Linked DNA regions of Gossypium hirsutum: region 1 is linked to region 2. A link is a contact called in public Hi-C data. All regions are on one chromosome and are shown on one strand. Each heading gives the region's core, a stretch centred on a gene start, on an enhancer-like site or on the middle of the called end of the contact. The rest is flanking DNA. Distances are from core to core; before and after follow the strand shown.

What was found. A called contact is a pair of places that touch in the nucleus more often than the background predicts.
Region 1: a Hi-C map of leaf shows a contact between it and region 2, with 3 times the contacts expected there. The contact joins the promoter of LOC121204571 here to the promoter of LOC107947841 in region 2. A contact is called at or near these places in 3 of 34 Hi-C or Micro-C datasets (leaf and seedling).

Annotation. Positions count from the first base shown.
Region 1 is chrA08:92,607,636-92,614,269 of Gossypium_hirsutum_v2.1, reverse strand. LOC121204571 (brassinosteroid-responsive RING protein 1) reads right to left here and starts at 4,694. Exons shown (of 1, transcript XM_041074649.1): 1 at 3,697-4,694. The coding sequence starts at 4,411. The coding sequence ends at 3,911.
Region 2 is chrA08:92,444,740-92,451,285 of Gossypium_hirsutum_v2.1, reverse strand. LOC107947841 (V-type proton ATPase subunit E) reads right to left here and starts at 1,650. Exons shown (of 6, transcript NM_001327537.1): 1 at 1,526-1,650; 2 at 1,337-1,437; 3 at 780-936; 4 at 467-684; 5 at 217-316. The coding sequence starts at 1,627.

The DNA of each region.
Region 1 (6,634 bases), core at 3,445-5,944, 160 kb before region 2:
TTTAGGAACACACTTAATACCCTTGTGATGCAAAAACACTCTCTAGCCGACAACACCTAAAAACCAACATAGAAAACCTCCAAAATTAGTCTAAAACCAAAATTAATCCGAAACCCCAAAACCAACAAAAGTTTAATTCAACTGTTCATTTCTTACCCCAACACCTCGTACGGTTTCAACTACAAATTAGCACGAGGAGAGCCCTGCTTTATACGATTCTCTGCTGCTAAAATAGAAAATATAAACTTCCAATAGGCAATTTGGAAATCGAAGCTACAAAGCACTGAGCCACTTACTGACAACCGAATGAAACGGAGAAACAAATTACAAATATGAAACGACTGGTCAAAACAGAATAGAGGGAAGCAGTAACTGAAAAACGGAAGACCAAAAGGGGAAAGAACACAAAATTGACTTCAATTTCTTTTCTGGAAAAAGAGGAAAATTTTGAAAAAAAAGATTAAAAATAAAAAAAGATTAAAAGTTTAACTCCCAAATCCCTTAAATTTCTCCCCACTAACCCACTAATAAACCTTCTCAGCAATCCAAATTCATTGAAACTCTCACATGCAACTGAGCAAAAACATCATCCTCGCTTGCGCAGTGATTCGAACATAGTACCTCCAACACCCTAACTCCCTTACCACTTAAACCAACAAGCTCACTCTGACATAAATTAACAAACAACTTTATATAAGTCCACACCACAAGGATGAGGCTAGGATCAGAAAATTAACAAAATTTAGCAAAGTTGAGACTTGAACCCAGGACCTCTCAAACACACCCAGAACACTTAACCACTGAAGCAGACAGATATTTGTGTTAGATATTTACAGTATCAGAAATAAATTATTCAAGGCGTTACATTTGCGTCTAACATTAAAAAAGTAACCTAAGTTAAAATTTTACTAGTTTCATTTGAACTTACAAGCGACTATTTGTGATGTAGGTTCTGATTAAAGAGTTGGTATGCCAAAAGGTACCAAGTCAGGATTGCGCCAAGGTAGCAGTTCGAATTGCGACATTATGCATATAGAGGGCACCGTAAGAAAATGGCATTTAGTACGCTACACCATGAAAAGTCAGCCTTTACCAAAGTTTTAAGTTGTAACGTCTTACGTTGTTTTTTGAAAATTAGATGTAATTATTAGATATCCTCTTTTATTTTTAAGAATAGTACAAAAAGAAAAATGAAGTAAGTTTTAAAATGGTTTTTCTCCTGTTGTAATTTTTTTTCAAAGTGTTTATGTATTGAAACATCCGATATCTGGATCCAGTGATTCGGGTCTAGCAGAGGGTGTTACACCAATGGATTCTTTTGAGATCTAATAGCGATTTGTCCTTGAAAGAGTGGTGTGATTCGGATTAGGTTGCTTGTCCATTAACTCCGTATTCACTTACTAGATGGCTTGTCTTTCTGGGACAATCTCCTATTTCCTAGAAAACTAAGTAACAACATATTGTTTCCCATTCTTCTATCGAGGCTGAGTATAGGTCTATGGCTTCCATCACTTATGAGCTCAAATGGTTGAACGCCTTGCTATTGAGCTTAGGTGTTCATTATTCAAAAGCAATTCTTTTATTTTATGATAGTCAATCTGCAATCTGCATTGCATATTGCACTAAAGCTCATATTTCACGAGCGTACTAAACATATTGAAGTGGATTGTCATTTTGTTAGGGATACAATCTAGGATGGGTTCAGTACACTTCTTATGTTCCGACCTCCATTCAGTTCGCTGACATTTTTACAAAGGCGCTTGGTAAACTACAATTTGAATATCTTCTCAACAAGTTGGGCATTTATGATCTTCATGCTCCAACTTGAAGGGGTGTTAATATATTATTATGGGATATTATCTTTTAGCAATTTGATTCTTAATGAGATATTACAGAATATTTTGAGATATTATTTCTTAGCAATTTGATTCCTAATGGGATATTATAAGATATTATTATGGGATATTATATTTTAGCAATTTGATTCCTATGTAACTATTATTGTATAGATATATATATACACCTTTGAGGTCTATCAATAAAATTTAAGAGATTGCCCTATTTTTGTCATCTTTTTTCTTCCGTTGTCACTTTGATTAAAACAGAAGTTCTAGTTGCCTATTCCTCTTTTCCTATTTCAGATTAATTTGAGAAATAAGATATGGAATAAATTATTAGAGAGATGGTTAAAATAAAATATTATAAATTTCAACATTTTGTATAGTAATAATAAATAAAAAGAAAGAAGCAAAATCTACAATTTAGTAAAAGGTAAGCTACATATTTAGTCATTTATGTATGATTTAAATTATATTTTTGTCTAATTTAAATTATATTTTTTCACTGAAATTTAAAACGTTATGATATGGTCACTAACATTATCAAAAGTTACAATAAGATCACCCACGTTATTGATTTGTTACACTTTAGTAACTAAGTTACTAACCATCATTAATGATATTATTAAAAGCTAACATGACACGTTTTATTATCATTTTAGACGAAAACTTTAGATTAGATTGGTCAACTAGTCCCTCCACTTTTTGAGCAATTTAATTCTTTTCTATCTTATTTGATTTTATTTTAACTTCCTTTTTCTTTACAAAATATTTGAGAAACAGAGAAATAGATTTACACAATTAGTTTAAGACCATTAAGTAAGAATTTAATATTTGACCAACATAGACAAATTATAAGATTAGTTGTTAGGTAAAAAAGAAAAGGAAAAATTACTTGTTTACTTAAAACCGTTCAGTCTTTTTTTTTCACATTTTCTTTTATCTCAACCAATTTCTTTCAATATCCTCGCAACATCCTTGCCTTCTAAAATCTTTCGTAAAGAAAAAAGGAAAAAGGAAAGAGAAAGTTAAACGTTAAAAGAAAATAAAAGATAAAGATTTAAATTTCTCGAAATGAAAAAGAAAATATATAGAAATTAGTTATGCAATTTAATCTAAAATTTTCGTCAAAATTATTGATATATTGTGTCAAGTTAATTTATCATTACAATGTTAATGATAATTAATGGTTTTAATAATCAAAATAACTTTTAGTAATCATACAATACTTTTGATAATATAAATGACCATATTATAACTTTCGAAAGTTTGATAACCAACACATAAATTAAACAACACATAAGTAATTAAATTTATATTTTACCCTTAATAAAATTTTATATTCCAACCAAATAAATTAAACATAATAATATAATAATATTCCAAGAAATAATTTTACATTTATTTAACAAAACACATATAACATTTACCATCTACGCATGGAAATTTTAACAGAAGACTTGGGTGATATAAAAGAAAGAAAAAGGAGTAAAGCGATGTATCCACTTCTTTAATTTGGAGATTGACACCAACTATTGAAGTTGTTGCTTGTTTTCAAGTAAATGGAAAGAAGAGAATCCAATTGATTGGATTTTTTAACAGACATTTCATTAATCTCAGCTTTTTGCTATTAATTCCAAAATGCATCTAAAGAAAGGAGGAGAGAAATAGGAGAAGAAAACAATGAAATCCACATAATGTTAATCGTTAATATATTATCAAGTGGGGGAGTTTAAAACAACCCCCAAACACCAAAACTTTGTCCAAACCCTCAATTCCAAATCATTTAGCATCAATTCCATGCCTTAACTACTATTATCATATATAACAAAAAAAAAAGAAAGAAAAGAAGAAGAAGAAGCACAACTATCAAAATCCATTCCAAAAAATAAAGTAGTTTGCAAAAATAAAACAACTCTGCGTTGAATAGCTAAAATTTTCTTTTCCTTCTTTTTTTTTTTCTTCATGGCGGTAATTTCCCGGATTTTCATGTATATATACAAACCAACTCCTTAAAAAGGTGATAAACAAAAAAGCTTCATTTTTTTTTGTTGGGAAGCAGACAGGTATAACTACAAAGCAGTAATTTGAGAATAATCACCAAAGACTTCAGGGATCCCAGAGGCAGCCCACAGCCTCTCATTAAACGTTTGTTGCATATCATCAGGAACAAAACTTGTTCTACAAAGCGGACATGTTTTCTGATCATACCCCATCCAACGGTCTAAACAGCTCCGATGGAAAATATGGCGGCAGTTGGTCAGCCGCCTGATCTCATCCTGCCCTTCGAAGTCGTACAAGCACACGGCGCAGCTCTCCGGCGGGTCAACGAGGTCGGAGAACTTGACGACGGGTAGGAGTTCCCGGATGAGGAGAGCAGATACGGGGGCGGCGGAAGCGTGGTGGGTTTCAGGGGCGTATTCGCCCCAAGGAATGTCAGGTTCGAGGAAATCGGGGAGACCCAAATAGAGGAAGAGAGTGGAAATGAATTTGCGAAGGTAAGCAAGGAGAGAAAGCGTGTGGAGAAGCAATCTTGGAAGAAGAAGCTCGGAGTAGGCTACTGGGAAACCCATGTTTTTGTTCTAACTTTAGATACAATGTGAGATAAGCTATGGTTTCCGACGCTTTGGGTTTTCTTTCTTCTTGAGTGATAGATAAATAGGAAGAGATGGAGAGAGTTGGAGTGAGTATATATAGAGATTTTCCAACTCAAAGAAGCTCACTTCAACAATAAAAGAATATTTTGGATTCATCTTTGTAAGCTTTTGTTTTAAGGTTTAATTTAATTTTAAAAATGTTTATTTTTGTTTTCACAAACAATGAATAAAAATTCCGATAGGAGTGGGTAAAATGAAATGATTAAATAAAAATGATTGTGACCAAACCTAAAATTCAAACCGCACTGCCAACCACCCTTGCTTTTATCATAAAGTTGACAGATTCTTGTGATTTCATTAGGGCATACTTCTTTATTTTTGCCTAATTCTATTTTTATTTATGCATTAATTTTAATTATAATAATACATATGTATTACTTGTAATTGTGACTTAAAAAACAGAGAAAGTTTGGAAAGCAAATAATAACAAGTCCAGTAGAAAGGTACCTTCCAAAAAAAAATTGAAGTTAATTATATATATATATAAATATGAATATAAAATTAAATTTTAATTTTTAATAATTATATAAGTTTTTGGAATTCATACAATTTGAATGTAAATAAAAAGAATATCAAACCTCAAATTCAGACAATTTTTTTTCCTTTGTTAATTCAAATTTCAAAAGAATAGGATTCCATGCAAGGATATTTGTTAAAGCATACTAAAATAAAAGTAAAAAATGAAATTTGAGAGGGCTAAAAGTGAAACCTAATTCTTCAAGAATTTAAATTTTAAGTGAAAGAAATATGTAGTATAAATATCAAATGATGAAATAGGGTGGTCCACAGAAATTAATAAATGAAAGATACATACCATCTAAGCGTTGACAAAGATCGCTGTTATGATTAGTCTTTCTAAAAGGGTTGGTATAAGGGTTTATTTTGTAAAAGAATGTATCAAAATTTTATAAATAGGTTAATTAATTTTTGTATATTAAAAATAGATCAAATTTTTAATAAAATAAATTATTTTGTTTTTTAATTTAATATAAAAAATTAATCTATCTATTTTTTGAGTGAATAGAACAAAATATAATTAATACCATAAACTTACTTATCTCATAAAATATTTACAGGTATCCTCTTCATTAAGTTTGTTGCCTAAACAATAATTGCAATCTTAATTATTTTATTAAGTATTTATTTATGTTAAATTAGTTTTATTTGATAATATCTTTTGATATAACAAATTAATATGTTTTTGAATAAAAATTAAAGTTAAATAAAATTGATAAAATAATAAAATCAAGTCTAAATGGTTTCAATTGTGTTAAACATTTTCAATCAATTTAAAACTGTTTTAAAACAAGTTAGTATTGCTCCATGCCAAAAAGTAGCAACACTATTTGGTCAAATATTAATAATTTTTAAAATATCAATACTCATTTTAAAATCGATATCAAATTGACATTCTGTTTTCAACCAATTCAACTAAGTATCGGTCCAGTATCGATACTTTTCATATGGTATCAATAAAAGCTCATTGGTAGTCACTGAAGTTCGCATTAAATGCAAAAGTTATCAATACATTTTTAGTTGGTATCGATACTCGCTATCATAGGTGAATTAAATGCACTAGTTTTTAGATCCCTAATGGCTCTATTCATATCTCCAACAACCACAACAATTGGAAATTGATTAGGGGTATAAATATCAGCTTTCAGAGATCCTACAACAAGAGAAACCATCAAGCTTAAAGATCAATAAAAAACAACCTTAGTGCTTAATTTTTTCTTACTTTTCTTGTACACACTTGTGAGCTTTCATTGTTATTCTTTAGCTTAAGTGTATTCTTATTTATTTATGCTTAATTGGCAAACTTTTTGATCTTGTAAGGATTACTTCTTAGTTTGATATTTGTTATTCTCTTTAGGAGGATTGAATCTTAAGGTTTGGTGGAGTTGCAATTTCAGATTTTGGGTAGAAATTTTAAGGGAAATTGTAAGGATAAACATTATCCTCAAAGGTTGTCAAATTAGTGAATTTGGAAAAATCCTTAGTTGTGGAAAGCTAAGGTAGTAGAGTAGGCAATTGGGGTCGAACCCCTATAAATCGTTGTGTTCTTTGTTGATTATTTTTTCTTTGCTTCTACAATTTTCTTAAGGGCCAATTCATCTTCCCTCTTGGCGATTTCGAGTT
Region 2 (6,546 bases), core at 401-2,900:
GTATTAATTTAAGGGTCAAAATCAAGCTATGCTAAACTTATATGATCAGAATTACAAAACCTTGAACTTTCCACTCAAGCTAATAGTTAATTAGAGAAACAATTTCTCCATTCAAGCTATGAAATCATGGATAACCTAGAAACTATAGGTGAAATTAGTATAAGAGAAACAAGTTTGAAATAATCTAAATGCATCTCAAAATCTAACAAAACCCACCTCTGGAAGTTTCTTATTGAATGCAACATCCAACCGTGCATCCAGGGTATTCTCAAACACAATTTTTCCATCTCGAGATGCTATGACTACACCTCCAGAGCTGCAAAATTTTAAAAAGAAATAAGTATTAGCATTCCATCTCTGATCTTGTTCAGTGAAACACATAATAATATACCGAATACCATCTCTGCTCATAAACCATAAGGAGAAACGTTGGTACAGAATACCAAAAATTTATATATATATATACCAGAAAGGTCCATGAGCCTCAGCATGATGATGGAAAAAACCATGATGATGAGAAGGGCCAGGGGGAAGATGGACATCATCAACGATTATCTCTGGTGGATGAACATTCACTTTAGAAGCATATTCCTCCTTTGCTGAATCCAGAACAGACTCCACCAAATGCAAATCTTCTTTGCGACAACGGAGTAGGACTCCAGGCTCTTTCAGTCTAACTAAACTCTGCAATAAAAGTTATTCAAATCAAAACCTCCGAAGAGTTTTATCTAATGTTGCAACTTTCCAAGAAAGGGTTAATGATCCAGAAATGCACAGACCTGAACAATTAGATCTTTCAAAAGCCTTTTGTAAACATGGTGATCATGGCTCACATTGAGAAGGTCCTTGGATGCTGATTCTTTCATTGCATTAACCACACCATCTTGAGCCTGAAGGACCTTGATCCTAGATGCATTAAGCTGCATCGAATACTCACTGCAACAATTAGAATAAATTGAATATTTTTCACACAAGAATGGGTATATTCCTAATTGATAACTCCTGAGTGCCAATTCTGCATCAAAACAATCTAAAATCGCTTCACTTTCACATCAATTATCACCACGATAATCAATCTTCTACAAGGTTCTATAAAACCCAAATCACATTAAGTTTTGGATTACTAACTACAATAGTGCCGTTTTGAAATCTGACTAATTTCCAATAAGTTAAGTGTTATATTTTGGTTATATTTAAGTAGAAATGTTAACCTCACTTTGAATTCAATCAAATATCCACTAAAACATAGAGATCCAGTGCGATAAATAAACTGAAGTAAAAACAGAAATTTAGACAGCAGAAAAAAGGGAAAAGTAAAGTAAATTGAAGAATTTACATTTTCTTTCGGATTTCAACTTGCTTCTCCTTCTTCTCGTACTCCTGCCTAATCTTCTTCTTCTCCGCTTCCACCAATTGAAGCTTCTCGATGTTGAACTCCTAAAATACACATCATTGTACAATCAATTTTTCACCATAATATCCAAAAAGAAACAAAAAGTGAATAAAATAGAGAGAATTGAAGTACCTCTTCAGCGGAAACAGAGATCTCGTTAGCCTTTTCCTCCGCTTCCTGGCGGATGAATCTCACCATCTGCTGGATCTGCTTGGATACATCAGCGTCGTTCATTTTGGCAGGGATCTTGATTTGATCTTTCGATGAACTTACCAGAGAAGAGTGTAGAAGACGACGATGTTTGGCTGGTATTTGATAGAGGTAAGAGAAATAAATCCAACTCTGTCGCTGAACCAGTTTTTATTTTTCTCACGTGCTCCGTATATGTGTCTGATCAAGGGCCGTTCGTTTAAAAAAACAATTCTGACCGTCTGATTGTGAGGAATACTGAATTAATCAAGCCTCGCGTTTTATCTCCGCTGTAGATTTTCTCTCTCCTTTCCACGGGATGATTAGAAGTTACGTTACCTTTTTAGATTTACTAGATTTTATTCCTCACATGCGCTGTTAAGCGGGGGTGAGCATGGATCGGGCCAACCGGTTTGGTCTGAACATTTATCCGAAATGTGATAGAATTTAGATAAAAAATAATCTTTTATAAAATGAATTAGGCCATAAGTAAGGTATTTTTTGTTCGATTCGGCCTAAATTCACTAAATGATAAAAAATTTTATTTTTTATTATTTTTTCTTTTTTTTGTTACTATTTTACTATTATATTGCTACTATTTATTTGTATAAAATTTATTTTATTGCTAATTTTGTTATTAATTTAAAGACATTTGTTAATTTTGTTATTATTTTAGAGACATTTGCTTGTTAAGTTGTATCTATTTTAGTGTTATTTAAGTATACATATTTTTTAAAATTTATTTTTAATTTGTTGGGAAATATTTATTTTAATGTTTTTAGTATTTTTGATGTATTATATATATTTTAAAATTATATAAAAAATAATATGGGTGGACTGAGTTAGGCCTGAGTTTTAACATTTTTATCTAGGACGGGCTTGGACAAAATTTTGGACCCATTTTTTGGACCAAGCCCGAACCTAGCAAATGGACTTGGAATTTTAGTCAGACCTAGCCTGGCCCGGCCCAACCCATGCTCACCTTTATTGTTAAGGAATAAATGCATTTATAAATTTTATATTTCATGTAAATAAAAGAGGTTGAAAATAATATAGAAATTTAGAGAAAGTAAATTATAATATTAAATTTAAATTTAAAAATAATAATAACTATGAAATATTTACTATAAATTAATAAATATATTTAATAAAGATGATTAAAAAATAATTATTAAAATCTTATATGTTAAATCTCTTTTTATTTTTTTAAAAATCCACCTTTCATCCATTTATAACTTCATGTATAATAAGAATAAGATAGAAAAGAAAGTATAAAAGAACATTTGTTTTGCACAGAATAAATAACTTTTAAAAAATAACATTATATTATATTATATCATCATAAATAAAATAATCTTCAGTGCTATTGGCCTCTGAATATTTATACTACTGTTATATATAAATTTAAACTTAGATTTTAATTGATATATAATTTTAACACTAATTAAGTGATAATTAAAAGATAAAATTAATCTCTATCTATATACGTAGACTTTCAGTCAAGTTATAATTTTATTTTATTACATTAATAAATATGAAAATAAAAAATTTTACTTATAAAAAATAAAAAATAGAATTTTTAAAATAATATTTTAAACTTAATTATTAGTTATTTTGGCTTATTGATAATGAGTATGCTTAGACTTTTATTCAAGTTATAACTCTATTTTAGAGTCAACAAAATTATCCCGATTTATTTATAAATAAAGTTATAACTAATTGTGAAACTAAAATAAAAAATAAAATAAAATAAAGAATACACAATTTTTTACGTAGAAACCCTTTCAGGAAAAAACCATTGGCAGAGGAGAAGAAAATTCACTATGTCGAATTCGAATTATTACAAGAAGAATAAACTATGTCTATTTATAGGCTTGTAAAGCCATATTCTAGTAAGACTGAAATACCTTATTCTAATCAATATCAAATAGATGGAATTTAATAAGGTTTAAAAAACCTATTCTAAAATAAAATAAAAGAAGTGTAATTCTATATGGATTCTTCTTTTATTTTATTTTACCACTGTATTTTATTTAAATAAGGATTCGGGTCATTGAATTCTAACAATCTCCACCTTGACACGAATTCTCAATGAACAAGTTCTTCATCGCGAACTCTCAACGAACAAGTTCTCCACCTCTTCCATAAAACCCCTTAAGGGTTTAAATTCAATAATAAACACCAACCAAGTCTAAGCAATGCTCAAACTTGGTTATAGGAAGTGAATTAGTCATCATATCTGCAAGATTTTCATGAGTACTAATTTTGCTCACAACAATATCACCACGAGCAATAATATCACGAACAAAATGATATCGAACATCAATGCGTTTTGTTCTCTCATGAAACATTTGATCTTTTGTAAGAAAGATGGCACTCTGACTATCACAAAATACTGTCCTGATTTGAAGGTCTTCATTGAGTTCACTAAAGAGTCCTTTCAACCAAATAGCTTCTTTACAAGCCTCAGTATTCGCCATGTACTCAACTTCAGTGGTAGACAAAGCGACTGTAGTTTGCAAAATGGCTTTCCAACTGATTGCACAACCTCCGATTGTAAAGATATAACCTGTGAGAGATCTTCCTCTATCAAGGTCTCCAGCAAAATCAGCATTAACATACCCAATGACTCCATCTTTAGTTCTTCCAAACTGTAAGCAAACATCAGTAGTACCTCGTAAGTATCTTAAAATCCACTGAACTGCTTTCCAGTGTTCTTTACTGGGATTCTCCATGTATCTGTTAATTGCACTGACTGCATATGATAAATCAAGACGTGAACAAACCATAGCATACATGAGAGATCCTACTGCACTAGATTATGGAATATGTGACATGTACTTAATCTCATCATCTGAAAGTGGAGACAAAGCTGGTGAAAGTCTAAAATGGGCTGCTACATGAGTACTAACAGGCTTAGCACTCTGCATATTAAACCTACAAAGAACTTTCTCAATGTACCCCTTTTGACTTAGGTATAATTTACTTGCTTTTCTATCTCTGAGAATCTCCATACCAAGTATCTTCTTTGCTGGTCCTAAATCTTTCATCTCGAATTCTTCACTTAGTTGGGCTTTTACCTTTCTTATCTCTCTTTTATCTTTTGCTGCTATCAACATGTCATTAACATAAAGAAGTAGATACACAAAAGAACCATCACTGTTTTTCTTAAAGTAAACACAACTGTCAAAACTATTTCTTTTGAAATCATGAGAAGTCATAAAGGAATTAAACCTCTTGTACCACTGTCTTGGTGACTGTTTCAAACCGTAAATGGACTTTTTCAGCAAGCAAACATAGTCATTTTTTTCTAAGATTGTAAAACCCTCTGGTCGTTGCATGTAAATATCCTCCTCAAGTTCTCCATGTAAAAATGCAGTTTTTACATCTAACTGCTCAAGCTCTAAATCATGCATGGCCACAATACCAAGCAAAGCTCGAATCGAACTATGCTTAACAACTGGGGAGAACACATCTATGAAGTCCACTCCTGGAATTTGATTGTAACCCTTTACAACAAGCCTTGCTTTTTATCTGGGTTCTTCAACTCCTAGAGTCCCTTCTTTCTTTTTAAACACCCATTTACAACGAACAACCTTTTTACCTTTAGGAAGTTTCACAAGATCCCATGTTCTGTTTTTGTGGAGTGATTTCATCTCCTCTTGCATAGCAAACATCCACTTTTCTGAGTCTTCACAGCTAACCACCTCAGAATAATTAGATGGCTTTTGATTCGCATCTATATCTTCAGCCACATTTAAAGTATAAGCAACTAGATCAGCCTCGGCATACTTTTTTGGAGGTTTAATTTCTCTTCTAGTTCTGTTTTTGGCGATAGAGTATTATGGTGAAGAAGCAACTCTATTCTCAATTTTTGTACTGGCTTGAGGAGTCGACTCTGTATCAATCTGATGCTCCTCCTACTTTCGATTTTCTTTATTGGAAGAGTCTTTAAGAGATAAGTTAGGTACATAACAGTTTCATCAAAAATAACATCTCTACTAATCACAACTTTTCTATTTTTAGGACACCATAACTTATACCCTTTTATACCAGTTTTATAACCAAGAAAAACATATTTAATTGATCTCGGTTACAATTTTCCATTATCAACATGAGCATGCGTAGGACACCCAAAAATCTTTAAACCAGAATAATTAGTAGGATTACCACACCATACCTCTTGTGAAGTCTTTTTCTCAATGGCAATAGATGGGGATCGGTTGATAAAAAAATATGCAATAGAGGTTGTTTCGGCCCAAAACGACTTTGGTAAGTTAGCATTTGAGAACATACATCGAACCTTCTCCATGATCGTTCTGTTCATTCGTTCTGCAACACCATTTTGCTGTGAAGTATGGCGAACTGTCAAGTGTCTCACGATCCCTTCTGACTTGCACAATCTATTAAACTCATCAGAACAGAGCTTTAAGCCATTGTTTGTACGGGGTTATTTTATTTGTTTTCCCATCTGTTTTTCAATCATAATTTTCCAAGACTTAACTGCGGAAAACACATTTCTTTTCTGCTTCAAGAAGAATGTCCAAACTTTTTTGGGAAAATCATCAATAAAGGTTGGCATATAATTAGCTCCACCTCCCGAAGGCACTCTGGATGGCCCCCACAGATCAGAATGAATATACTCCAACGTTCCCTTTGTGTTATGGATTCCTCTGGTGAATCGAACTCTCTTTTGCTTCCCAAAAACACAGTGCTCACAGAAATTCAGTTTGCAAATTCCTTACCCATTAAGAAGTCCTCTTTTGCTCAATTATGCCATGTCATTCTCACTCATATGCCCTAGGCGCATATGCCAAAGTTTAGTAATATCATCATCTGACAAGGAAGAGGAAGCGATAGCTGCATCACTAGTAACAGTAGAACCCATCAAAACATATAACTTGGCAGTCTTTCTTTGCCCTTTCATCACAATAAGGGAACCTTTGGAAATCTTTAAAACCCTA